Regions from separate parts of the Sus scrofa genome. Here regions 1 and 2 are each linked to region 3. Evidence: chromatin contacts called from public Hi-C and promoter capture Hi-C data. All regions are on one chromosome and are shown on one strand. Each heading gives the region's core, a stretch centred on a gene start, on an enhancer-like site or on the middle of the called end of the contact. The rest is flanking DNA. Distances are from core to core; before and after follow the strand shown.

Region 1 (4,306 bases), core at 1,601-4,100, 510 kb before region 3:
CACACAGTGTGAGAGTCTGATAAAGGGTCAGAAAGGCCTAAATATAGGGAGCCTCATTCCATTTTCTCATAAATGTGGCAATAAAGATCTAATTGTAAGACAGCAGACCCAGAAGGAGAAGGAGGGAGAATGAGAGAAGACCGCTTCAGCTCCTTCATGTTTGGAAATTGTGTTTCTACTAAGTCCCCAGGACAGCATCGGCTGCCACCCAAGTGTTATTTGAATCTGTATGGCTGGGGGAATAACTCTGCCCCCCTTAAACTTTAAAGAAGCCATAACACAATGAGCAGACCAAGATTATGCCTTGTGAGTCTTAGAATGAAAGTGAAGCAGAGAGTGAGAGGCAGGAGTACATGTGACAGCAGGAGAAAGAAGGAGAGAGAGAGAGAGTTAGAGAAAAGCCAGGAGGTCTCAGGCCACAGGCAGCTGGGTGAGATGTGCCATTTACCTTGAAGTTTCTGGGTTTCGGCACCAAGTGACCTGAGAGAGACAGCAGTGAGGGACAGCTTGAAGGAGACCTACATCTCTGCTCAGGAATTTAATCTGGGTAGCCGGGGTGAAAATCCGGAATCCTATGCACTAGACTAGAGAGAGGCTAAAAGCAGAACCTTCCTGATTCTTACCCCCTGCTGAAAGCAAGAATGTTTCAAGGAGGCAAAGACTGTCAAAACAGGTAGAGAGTTGTTAGAAACACAGTAAGTACAACATGTGGGAGAGGACACAGAGAAGTCATCCATTTACCTAAGGCAGAAGCAAAGCAGTAATACACACCCAAAGGAGGAATGTGGGTGTGGGTGTCCCCCTAAATGAGGAGCATGCCAGAGAGGTGATGTAAATCACTTATATAATGCAGTTCTTCAAGGACTTTGTTTCCCTTTAGCCAATTCTCTTGTGTTATTTCTCATATCTGTCTGGACCCAGGGCCCTCCCATCTTGCCTTCACATCTTTTGGCCAAGAGGGATTCCAGATCAAAGTATTATGTGACGGTATCAGGATTTATTATGGCCTGGCACCCCCTCGTTTTTTTGACTCAGAGGGTCTTTTTGGGCATGTGAAGTTAGGGCCTCCTTCTCCCTGAGGATGGGAAGTATGGGACCTCCTGGTCTTTTGCCCAAGCAGGGCTGAGACACTCTCTGCTCTTGTCATTACCATTACTTCATGTGTCCACACAAGACAGAGTCCAGTTATTCTCTTTGCACCTGATGTGATTTCTATCTTAAAGTATAGAGATGTGGCTCTTCGTAAATGTCTATCCTGGAGCCCACCTAGGTCCTGCCTCAGTAATAGGGTAAAGGAAGGGAATATTTCCTTTAAGCAGGAATGGATGGAGGTACAAATCTAAGTCGTCAAGATAAAGAATGTTTTAGTGTAATATTGAAAATGAATATCAAAACATGCACAAGGAATGAAATATCAAAATTTTCAATAAAGAAATGGAGTCACCCTACATTTGCTTGTTCCTAAGAATCTTACAAAGGAAGCCTTCACAATGCAAAGGAAATTAGGGCAAATTCTACTGAGTTTATAAAATTCTTACTAGAGAAAACGAAAAACTCTGACCTACGAAATGTCCTCAATTTTGTGTACATGCCAACTCTTATTTCTAAGAAAAAATTCAAGGTGTGGTCCTGGGAGTGACAGTGCAGGCCTGGGAGTAAAAAATTACTTAAGACTGTCACAGAGTCATTAGAAAATGATCAAACATGGGAATTCCCTCAATTAAAAACAAGTAAGGAGTAATCTTGAAAATATAACTGGCTTTGCTTCCATTAAAGTTACAAATGTAAAAATGATATGAAATACCTGTATTAATGTAAAGAAAATAGAGGTTAAAGTTGATTAAAATACTATGTTTCAATATTAAGATATATCTTAATATTCTACACTTAATGTTTCAAATATTTTAACAAATACATTGTAAAAGTATAAAATATTAAAAACATTGAAGTGGAATAGAATATGAATTAAATAAAAGATAAAGTTAAGTAAAATGTAAATTATAAAATGAGGTGAGTTTGAATCATATTCCTACTTTTCAGTTCTTCAGTTCTTTCTCCTCCACTTTAAAGCTATAGCCTTGAAAGACACCACGAAGTCACAGGGCATCCAGGAGCACAGCTTCCCTGTCCTCTGGCCCCAGTGGTGACCACACCCCAACTCATTCCCAGGACAACCCCAACACTGCCCAGTCATCCCATTCCTGCTGCAACCCCCTTTCTCTGAGCTGTCCCTGCATTGCTCCAATCTGTAAAATCCACTATAATCTGGCTCTAATTCCCAGCCTCAGACCCGTCAGAAAAGAGATTCTTTCCTAAAAATGGCCTTGCTAAAGTTTCTGTGAGAAATTACAGCACAAAACTCAGGGGAAAGCCCAGAGAATGCCAAGGTTCCCCTCCCTTACCAGGCAAAAACGCCCCGGACCAATGTGAGACAAAAAAAATCCCTCAACACTCAGAACCAGAAAAGGAAGGTTTCAGGTGCCTTGGCGTCTTTTTACGTGCACGCTTAAATCAGTATAAACTTGCCTGGTGAGGAGAGGAGGACACTTTGCTCCACACTCCTGCAAACTGGGAAGTCGGTGATGTCCTAAGTCGCTCAGGAGTTCAGCGCACTATTAAAGGCAGCACCAAGTTGCTCAGGCCTCAGAGCCTTGGTTCTCCTGCTGCAGGGATCACTGAAGAGGTCAACTCCAGTCAGCCTTTATCCAACAAAGAACCTATCCTGTGCCCTCTTGAGGCCACCTACAGCAGCACTCTGTCTTACCACCCTGAGAAGCCACTTTGTGCTAATTGTTTAGGGGGTGTCCGCGCGCCCCCTGGCGGCCTTCCAGAGAACCACTGACATTCTCAATGGCCCAGATCTATTTGCTAGTGGCAGGAGTTCTGCTCCATCCCTGCTCACTCTCTTAGCCAGAACTTGTCTGGGATCCCTAGCCAAGAAAAGACAGAAATCTCCACATATTTGAAGAAGATGAAAAGGATCCCCTCTCTGACATGACTAAAGGACAGAACTGAATTCCAACTTCCTTGGAAAAGAGAGAATATCACGCAAATCCAGATGACTTAAGGGACGTGTTACCATCATCTTATGTTCCAGCAGATGGTCAACCTCCTCAAAACGGAGGGCAGCCGAACCGCTTGGAACAACGCCCTCCTTGATCAACTACTCTCTAGCCTTGATCACAGCCTGGAACAACTGGGGAAGCAAATGGAAGAAGACAATCTGGCTTGTCCCTCTTTGGCGATTGTTGTTCAAAGATATTTCCAAAGAATGCATGACTATCTGAAAGACAAGAAATACAGCCCCTGTGCCTGGGAGGTTGTCAGAGTGGAAATTAAAAGGTGCCTTTCCCTCATGTAAGAATCTTCAAAGAACTGTCAACAAATAAAAATATTTTTATAATTATGTCCCTCTCTAATCAATTGTGTTACTGTTTGCTTCGCTCTCCAAAGCATTCTCAACCCATGTTTCCTCACAAGCTGAGAAATTTCTCAAATCTCTGCTTTTACAAAATACATTTAGATAGAAAAATGCAACCTCTTTACTGGTATCAATAATTGCATAACATAATTAAAAAGATCTGGGGAAGTTTGGGAAGGTTATTTGCTATTTTCAACATATGAAGTTTCTTTCTTTTGGAAAGGACAGTCTGCTGTTAAAGATATTTGGCAGTTACCCTAATGCTAGGTAAAAAGAAAACTGTCAGGAATTTGATCCTAACAGAAATTTATCTTTCCTTCTTTTAAGAGCACCAAGCAGGCATTTGTGATCATGAGAAACTTTTGCTTTCCTCTCCTCCAGAGAGTGATTCAGGACAGGGGTACCCTGTCTTTTGTGGACTTTTACATCATTGACATGTGATCCCCAATTTGTCTTCCATTTGTCAATGAACTTCTAGTTTGGTGAACATATTGAGATTTGTGCAGAGTAGGGAGCCTGGAGAGGGCATGGAAGTTCCTGGCCCATTCCCCATACTTGGCCCTCAGCATCCTTTCCAGCTGGCTGATCCTGAGGTATAGTCTTTTATAATAAATCAATGATCTAGTAAGTGAGATGTTTCCCTAAGTCCTGTGAGCTGCTCTAGCAAATTACCACCACCCTGGGAGGGGGTCATGGGAACCTCTAATTTAGAGCTAGTCATTGTGAAACAGCACAACTCAGTCTGGGTCTTGAACCAAGGGGCTGCTCCTCTAACCCGGGCAAGACTCAGATAGGGACTTGAACCCACTGTCTTTTAATTAAAATTACACACCTGGACTCAGGACTTACTGCAGTTCAGTCCCAGTGCAGAAGGAATTCAGCAAG
Region 2 (4,119 bases), core at 1,561-4,060, 630 kb after region 3:
CGCGTCTGCGACCTACACCACAGCTCACGGCAACGCCGGATCGTTAACCCACTGAGCAAGGCCGGGGATCGAACCCGCAACCTCATGGTTCCTAGTTGGATCCGTTAACCACTGCGCCACGACGGGAACTCCAACATGAATTGTTCTATGTTCTGGGTTTATCTTGAAGATAAATCCATGTAAGTTTTTAACTAAGGACTTATACCAGACATCTATTTTAAAAAGCTCATTTTAAGTCTCTATTTCCTCAGTATAAAATGAGAATCACACTGCTTCTGAGGGCTAGCTGCTCACCGCATAGAATCCTACACTATGGCACCAGTGTTTGAGAAAAGAAAGAGCTTTATTGAGAGGCTGACCGACAAGGACACAGAAAGCAAAGCTACTAACTTACCTCCTGAGACTGGGTTGAGGGCAAAATTTAAGGGGTTGGGGCAGAAGCTGATTGGCTAGTCTTAAACCAGTAATCAAGCTACCTGTGCTTCTGGAAGTTGGATTTTTCTTGTTGAAGGACTTCATGCTTCATGAAGGGCTCAGTTGACAACACTTCTATTCTTTGAGTTCCATAGGCTAAAGATTCTGGGTGCTGTGGTCATCCTAGAGACACACGTTCCAGTCTTGCACATGCACAGTGCTGTCTCTATAAATAACTCCTAATTTGACTAATCAAAAACCTATTTAAGGAGGTAAAACCAGTTTAAGCTGGTCAATGTTTTAGGTGCTGTTTTGAGATCCACCTTATAAAAGTGTTCTGAAGATTAAATGAAACTACGTGTTGAACGCTCAATTTTGATAATTTTTATAAACCCTAGTTCTCATTAAAGTCTTTTGAGTAGAATATGAGGTAAGCAGGGTCAAATAAAGAGTGGATTTAATGACTTTCTCAAGGTCATTCAGCTATGAAGGATGTGAGCCGGGACTATCTCTGGCTTCGAAGCTCATGCTTTTCCCTTCCTACACTGACCAGAATTTTCTCCATTTTTTTAAACTCTAGTTCTGACTTAAGAACATCATTTCAGAATCTCCTAGAAACCATGCTGGCTTTTCAGAGACACTAAAGATCCCCTTTTAAGAAAAAGCTTCTAGATCTCCATGCCTTAGCCCAAACTCTCAATGTGCCAAAGCTTTTCATTTTAGAAGGTATCAATAGTTTGTAAAGAGCTAGAACCTACTTCCTTGGGGGAGGAAAACCTGATCATGCCTCTGTGATTCTCCCAGCAAAGCCTCACTTTCTCAGTGTAACCAGCTCTTTGGGGTTCCAAGACAAAAGATGCCCAGCTTCTGAAGGCATTGGCACTAGACCAGCTGCAGGGGTGAGGAAAAGGTTTGCTGCTGCTGCTGGAAAAATGCTGCCTTTGCTCCTCCCAGCTGGGGGTGGCAGCCCCTTCTTTATGGAGCTCATGTTCCTTCCTCATGGAGTGTTTCATTCTTTGTGAGCTGCAGGAGCACTGAGCAAGAGGGAGGGTTTGGTTTGGTTTGATTCCTTTACTGAGCTCAACGCCACTGGGCTTTTCAGAAGATACTCTTGAGTTTCGTTCACACCCCATTGGATTTCACTTCAACCTGAAAACTCACAGGGAAGGTCAGCTGAAACAACTGAGTTTGGTCAGCTCTCCCCTCAGGACCATAAATCACACTGCTGCCACAGAGGAAAAGAAGAGGTAGGCTGAGAAACGTGGCCTATCTGATTGTGTGTGTGTGTGTCTGTCTGTCTGTCTGTCTGGGGGTGGATCTGGGGTTGTAGGGGAGCATGTTGGAAAGGACAGGAATTTTCATTTCACACCTGCTTGGGTTTTCATTTTGAAAAGTTTCCATCATGGCACTTAGGTATGTTTCCTCAAAAGTAAATTCTGCCTGATGTGAATAGGCTGCCGATACAGGTCCAAATGAATAACAATAATAACCACTAAGATACACTTTATATGGGCCAAATACTGCAAGGGGCCTCACGTGGTGGAGGGGCTGATAAAGGCTACCTGTTAAGGTCCTTTCTGACGTGATGCTCCCTGGCGCTCTGGCAGGTCCAACTGGAAGAGAGAACCCCGACCTTCTTCCACCAGCATGGAAGCACCCCACTAGGGAATCGTCCTGTAGTCTTCCCCACTCTTGTTCTTCATGAGCATAAATCCCTTTAACATTAATGGGAGTTGCCCCCCCCATTAAGGGGGACATTGACTTCTAACTTATGAAAAGAGGCCTGGAAGACCCCACCTCCGCTGCCACCCCCCTTCTAGGAATCCTCTCCCACTGCTCTCCACTGGGGTGGCAAAGGCCTGGCAGCTACTTGCCCCAGTTTTGGCAGGTCTGCAATTCAGCATTTGGTTTGGTTTTTCAGATATTAAGTCATTTATAAAATAAAACTCACATGTTCTTCAGAATGTTCTTTTTTAAAGAGCTATCACAGCAGCTTGCTTTCTCCAGCCCCTCTGAATTCCTTTCTGGGTCCCTTGGATGAAAGGCCAATTCCAGTATATTATGGAGATGTGGCAGGTCTGAGGTCTGTTTGGTCTGCAAACCTTCAACAGAATTTTCTTTTTTTTCCAATCCCTGTCACAGGCTTAGAATAGTCTGATCCACATGGTCTGAAGCTGCTTTTTTTTTTTTCCTTTTGGTAATACCTGAATAAACAGCACTACTCCCCACCACCCCTCACCCACAAGTTAGGCAGAGCAGAGCAGTAGACCCAATCTGAGATAGAGACACCTGGCCAGGTTTTGGGTGATAAATGAAAAGAACTGTACGAAGACTCTGGGAGCGAATGCCTACTTGGGCACGAGAGAGCATGGTTTATCCTAAGAGCCCTGTGGGCGCCTAGCCCACACGGCCACAAACAGGAAGCGGCCAGGCTGGCTGTCCTAGAACAGAGGTGCTGAAAAGCAAGCCACGACGTAACCACAGCGTTACAGTGGAGAGAAAGCTAGCCAGAAAATGGTGAAGTTAAACAAAGGGGCAGGAAGAAAAAGGAGAGAAACAAAAGTGTTCCTCCCGAAGCAGAGCGAAAGAAGCCGCCCCAACTCAGTCCCCTCTCGCCATCTAGTGGCCATGATGTGTGACTGCCGTGCTGGCTGCTGCGGGGTGATCGTGGTGCCGCCGGAGATGGCTATCTCCTGGACTCAAGAGAAGACAGGCTCAGCAACATAAAGGTTAACTTAAGCCAAAATCACGACCAGCAGAGCAGACTCTTCGTGGAAGAGCGTGTTTGTTTAGATTCGAAATGCTGTGCGGTTAAAGAACAGCTGTGCATCTTGCTCAATCTGCCGGTTAAGGAAGATTGGTATTGGAAATTCCCCAGCCCTGAGCAATTTCTTTAAAAGGATTCACATGTGTAGAGCACATTTAAATCTCCCTCAGGAAAAGCCAGTTTTCTATTAATAAAGGCTATTTGTTACTTCTGTTCTCCAACACTATCCAGAAGCCAAATATTCTTAAGTTTTGGAGAGGAAGGATGATGTTACATGGATTTGTTGGCCAGAATCCACTCCTTGGTTGGGGGGACCCCAGGTCTTACCCCCATCTAATGATTAACTTTCTTTTGAAAAATACATAATGTAGGATCTAGCAATCTTTTCCTGCAAGATTTTCCCCTTTCCCAAATACAAAATATTTGAGGTTTCCAATAATAAAGTCTTAATACTAGTGTTCACTGATGAAGTAATACTATGAAATGTAGAGCTTTTCTGCTGTGAGAACTAAGATATTAGGAGTTAAATACAAAGGTACATAGTTAAACTTTTATATGAATACCCATATGTAACTGAATGATTGTTTGCCACAGACTTTGATATCTGTCCATGACCCAAATTGTTACATGTTTTAGATTCTAGGGTATAACAAAAAATATATACAACCTCTCAAAATTCTGCTTCTGCGTGCCTATATATACACAGAATAAACAATCATTGATCTAAGCCGTCATCTGCTTTCTCTAGGCTTCTCTGCATTCTTTCCTGATCACTATAAATGTATACATTTTTGACACTGACAAGTAAAGGTGCAGTCTAAATCTGTCCATACAGAGAATGTCCAATGTTTGTTCCACAGAATATCCACACAAAGTCTGTGAGGTTACTGGTCATTCTCGGGGTGATAATGTATGATCCTTTGTGAGAGGCAAGCTAT
Region 3 (4,687 bases), core at 1,703-4,202:
GAGTAAAATGGTTTACTTTTTAGATGGATTGATTTGTAGCAAGCTATTTCAATTTAACATGTATTTCACCTATAAATATTCCACTGTGATTCTTGTATTTATTAAGAAGGTATTTTCAATCATACTTTATCAACTGACCTCCAGTATTTTGTTTTGTATTGTTGGGTCTTACATGACATCCTTGATTAATTTTCAGGCCTTGAGGTGCTATTTATTAAATTAGGGATGCAGCCCACTAAATTAATAAATTATTACTGTGGAGGCACTCTTGTCTTCTGAATGTGTAAGTGCATTGCTTAAATTACTCTCAGGGAATAATTTACACATGAAGAGGCTCTGGTGGTTAAAAAAGCTTTGTGTATTTCTTACCTCTGGAAATAGTCCTGGACTAGGCGCTTAAGTGAGTATCAAAGCAATTGTTTTTTCAAAGAGGTAATGATTTGTACTATTCAGGGGTTCCCAATACACTCTATCTAGAACTGTGAATTAAACATAATGTTAGAACATTTTGAACCAAAAATTTCCATAAGAAACAGAGGGATGGTCTCAAATGAGAAAATATGCTCATGATCTTGAAAAGGCTTAGTAAGCTTTCTTTCATTGTGAGTTTTTTTTTTCTTTAAAAGAGCTGCAATAAGATGAACATAGAAAACACTTCAGGTCAAGGAAAAAGAAATTAGAACTTGGCTGTGGTTGCAAAAAAAGATATTACTCCCCTCCCACCTTATTTTAATCATTGAAAGGTAGAATTGAAGGCAACGCCTCTGGGCTTCTAATCTGTCCCACTGTTTTTCTTATCCTTGGGCTGTTCCTGTCAAATTTGCATGCTGCTTGCTTAGGTGTGACACCTGTCTCTATCCCAAATTTAGGCATTATAAAATTTTTTTTTAAAAGGCTCTGGTAAAACATCTCCCTTGGGCCTTTTCCTTCTGTGACAGCAGGAACCCTGTCATTCTCATATTCTTAGAGCCTAACTCTGTGCCTGGCACATGGAATGGGAGAAATATTTTGGTGAATGAACACATGGGTAAAGCATACAGAAAAAGTGCAGTATTATGGGAAAAAAATCCTTAATTATTCTGAGTGTAATATTTGCAAGATGTTTAGTTATATTTGCCCCATTATTTTTTTTCCCACACATCTTCTTCCTTTCCCCAAAAAATCCAAAAGAATAAGCAATGGTTAATTCTTATTGATTTATTTGAGTTCATGTATCAATAAGCTATCACAACAAATAGGTAAAGTTCTATAAGAAGCAACCGCTGCTCTTTGACACTAATCATTCTTTAAAGGAGTTACGTTGTACTAGAAATATTCAAACTGGCCTCAACTGCTAAACTAAACAAACTAATTACAAACAAAAGGGCTGGAGCCTAAACGATGGTGGTAGGGTAGGGAGGCAATGGCAATGACGGTGATCAGGAGTTAAAAACCAGTCCCAGACACCATTCCCATGCGTCCCTTTTTACACTTCATCAACCATTTTATTCGATATGATAATGTCAATTGCTTTTCTTTTCTGCTTCTCAAAAACTAACCCTATGGTGCCTCACAATATGCTAAGTACTACAGTATGAATTTTGGTAAGATAATTGCTTTTTGAAGAAATAAATGGTTTTTATCTCTCATCACTTCCATTTAATTTTTTTTTTTTGGAAAAAGTTTGTCTCAAAATTTATTTGCAAAATATTTTCTGTAATTAAATCGTCAAGAACCCAAAGGGTTGTTTCATGCTTGTTGTACTTCACCTAAAGTGCAAAGATCTTCAGGTATGATGGATAGAAAATTAATCTGCTGTTTTTTCTGTTTTGATTGCTTTTAATTAATAGTTTATTAGATTATGTTATAAATAATATATTGAAAGATTGACATAAATTCTTTTGCCCAAAAGTTGAATCTCAGTATTCAGGATTGCCTTTTCTTTTCCCTCCGGTCTTGGTCTTTTTTGTTTTAACGAGGTCACGTAAGGACGTCCGTGGAAGGGCTCCGTGCGCCATCTACTGACAGAATCTATTTTTCCAGGGTCTGGAGAAAGAATTACCCCTAAAGGTTTTTAAAAGCATTCTTTGAGAAAGGAGGAATAATGGGAAAAGAACCTTTCTTTGATCCCATGGTTTACTTGTGATTCCTGGAATAAATCTTATTCAGCAGACACATAATTCCGAAAGGAGACATTCTTCCCTCATTGCGAGTACAAGTTACAGAGAAAATTCCAAGACAGCCCGGTTGGTGTTGCTAGAAGTTAGCCAAGCCCTGAAGTCAACTCAAAGGAAGAATGGATTGTTGTTTTTTACCTGCGTGCTAAGCTAGACTCGTTGCCTCATGGTTGCCACCTTCCAGAAAGTGGCCTTATTAATGGCACATCCAGATAACAATCACTTTCCTATCTTACGACTCCAAAGGACTTCTAATTTGATTATTCTATCTAAAAATGCAATAATGCATAGCAAGTACGTCCACTCTTCACGTAGACCCTAACATACAGCTTGTCTATGTGTGTGTAAACTTAGTCCGTATACACACACAGACACACATACACCTAAAAAATATTATGCATATATGTACATGTGGGTCTAAGAAATCTAAGAGAAGTTTAAGCTTTTGGCCTTGGACTAAAATGTTTCTATCCTCAGCTGTTTTCTACATTACATGCTAAATCCAATAGAAGGGTGGGAGGAATTAGGGTCCTAAAGCAGAAGAGGTTTTCTTGGTTGTAACTGGGGGAGAGGAGAGCATCAGTTTTAGGGGTTCAACGCACTGAAGCCGGAGGCTTGGATTGTAAATTAAAATTGGTCCGAACCGGTCAGATCTGATTCCGATTAGCTCCCTGTGAGCAGCTGGGAGAACTGAAAAATTAACATTAAGGATCCCAGGTGCCCCGGCTAACCTCTTTCCCCCTATTGTGCTTGCTCCCTTTAATTCAATGGCCCATACAACTTGTTTTGGTGGTTTTAAGAAAAAGGAAAAGAAGAAAGCAAGAAAGTTGAGCCAAAAAATGCAAGACAGGGCAGATAAAGAAGGCAGGTAGAAGAGAATAAAGCCAAAGGAAAGACTGAGAAAGAAGGAGATGAGGGAAAAAGGGAAGAAAAGAAGAGCAAAAAAGGAATGTGGGCTATAGGAAGATGCAGGGATCTTTCTTTAACGAACCGAAGTTACAGCTATCTTTCACTTTCAAATCAATTGTCTAGATCTTATCCGTTTCCTTTGTAAAGGTTGTCTGCGCTGCTAAAGGAAGCTAGTTAGTACTCCTACTCCGCCCCACGCGTGGCTGCGCTGTTCTATCCCCCGCCACTGAGAGCAAGTTCAACCCAAGTGAGAAGCATCGCAGGAGCGCGACTTTGGGAACACTCCAGCGACTGGTTGTCACTCGGGAACCTAACAGGATTAATACCCGGAGATGGATTACGCTGTCTGTCACCAATTCGCCTAAAGATTATAATCCAATTTATGCCCATTACAGTCAGTATTAACTTTATCTGCTATTTTAAGACTCCCAGTTGTCCCTGGCGTTCTCAGAGGACAATCTTCCACGTTCTGATGCAACCCAGCAGGCTGTCAGGAGGGGCAACCTCCCCAAGAAAACAACTCCTAGCCTGGTCCCCGCGGGTCTGCACCCAGCAGCACTCCCAGGTATCTATCTCACCTTCACCTGGGCACTGCTTTGTTATGCCTTCCAGCCGGGGATTACCAACGCGGGAGGCGGTCCCTGGGAAGGAAATTGCCGTCTTGTTTCTCTGGCTTGTTCATTTTAAAATTGTCGATGGCGGTGCAGGAAGGGAGGGGGTGAGTGGATAGGGAAGGGGGCCAGGGAATTGTTGCCGGTTATAACTGTCTCAGCGATTGCTTTTAGACGCTTGTTTGCAGGATGGCATTTCTCTCGCTCTGTCTTTAAATAAGTTTGTTTGGGTGTAATTTCTTGCCGTTTCAGCACAAAACCATAAAAAGATGTGGTGGAAAGTAAAAGAAACCCCCTTCCCTTCCCCGAGCGTGCTAACTAACGCCAAAGACTTGATTTAACGCCCCTTCTCGGGAGGCTGGGGGCTCTAGGCAGTGGCTACATTCCAGCAGTTTTAATCCGTTTTTTATTGTAGGGCGAGAGGAGTTTACACAGGGGCTGGGATGGTTCCCCAGCTGGCTGCTCTCCCCACCCCAGCGTCCCCTCCCCGCCCTTCTCCCCACCCCCAGCAGGAACCTGTTACTTTAAGCGAGGCGTTCCAGTGTGGCGGTGCTGGCCGCCAGGGCTTCGGGAGGTGGCCGGTGATTGGCTCTTTCGAGCTCCCCCTTGCTTGCTCGCTCTGCCTCCCCGCGCGCTCCGCCCCGCCCGCGCGCCCTCCCTCCGCCCCTTGAGGCTCAGAGCCCCGGTGTCAGGCGCCACAGCGCATGCTCCGGAATCTCATCCTCCGGCCCTGGAGCTGCTGCTGCTGCTGCTGCTTTTGCTTTTAGGGCTGAGTGTAATAAGCGAGCGAGCGAGCAAGCGAACGCGGGGGGAAAAAGGCAGAGAATGTCCGCCATCTACCCTCCGCTCCTGGGCGCGCTCTCATTCATAGCAGCCTCTTCATGAATTACAGCTGAAGGGGGCGGGGGAGGGGGGTAGCACACAACACCCCAGCAAACCTCCGGGCCCCCAGGCATGGCTAGCTCGGTAAGTACATGCAAAAATAATAATAAAAGACTGCCCCCCCCCGCC

The links. Promoter capture Hi-C pulls out the DNA fragments that hold promoters and counts their contacts. A called contact is a pair of places that touch in the nucleus more often than the background predicts.
Region 1: a contact with region 3 is called in a promoter capture Hi-C map of fetal liver, with 5 times the contacts expected there. The contact joins the promoter of LOC100155323 here to the promoter of MLLT3 in region 3. A contact is called at or near these places in 1 of 5 promoter capture datasets (fetal liver) and 5 of 47 Hi-C or Micro-C datasets (alveolar macrophages, embryonic fibroblasts, epiblast stem cells and 2 more).
Region 2: a contact with region 3 is called in a Hi-C map of skeletal muscle, with 8 times the contacts expected there. The contact joins the enhancer-like site here to the promoter of MLLT3 in region 3. A contact is called at or near these places in 2 of 5 promoter capture datasets (fetal skeletal muscle and liver), 11 of 47 Hi-C or Micro-C datasets (brain, embryonic fibroblasts, epiblast stem cells and 8 more) and 1 of 2 datasets of contacts at active chromatin or transcription factors (skeletal muscle).

The regions. Positions count from the first base shown.
Region 1 is chr1:201,802,029-201,806,334 of Sscrofa11.1, forward strand. It overlaps LOC100155323 (interferon omega-1), which reads left to right and starts at 2,851. Exons shown (of 2, transcript XM_003353506.3): 1 at 2,851-2,882; 2 at 2,884-3,361. The coding sequence starts at 2,851. The coding sequence ends at 3,361.
Region 2 is chr1:202,949,186-202,953,304 of Sscrofa11.1, forward strand. No RefSeq gene overlaps it. Among named protein-coding and RNA genes, the nearest start is that of TRNAD-GUC, 83 kb to the right of the region's middle. Within about 2 kb of position 2,811, at least 24 of the 83 cell types and tissues checked have an H3K27ac peak or open chromatin away from gene starts, as enhancers often do. A contact at or near this core is called in epiblast stem cells, omental adipose tissue and skeletal muscle, where this site is marked.
Region 3 is chr1:202,314,506-202,319,192 of Sscrofa11.1, forward strand. MLLT3 (protein AF-9) reads left to right here and starts at 2,953. Exons shown (of 11, transcript XM_013993522.2): 1 at 2,953-3,630. The coding sequence starts at 3,448.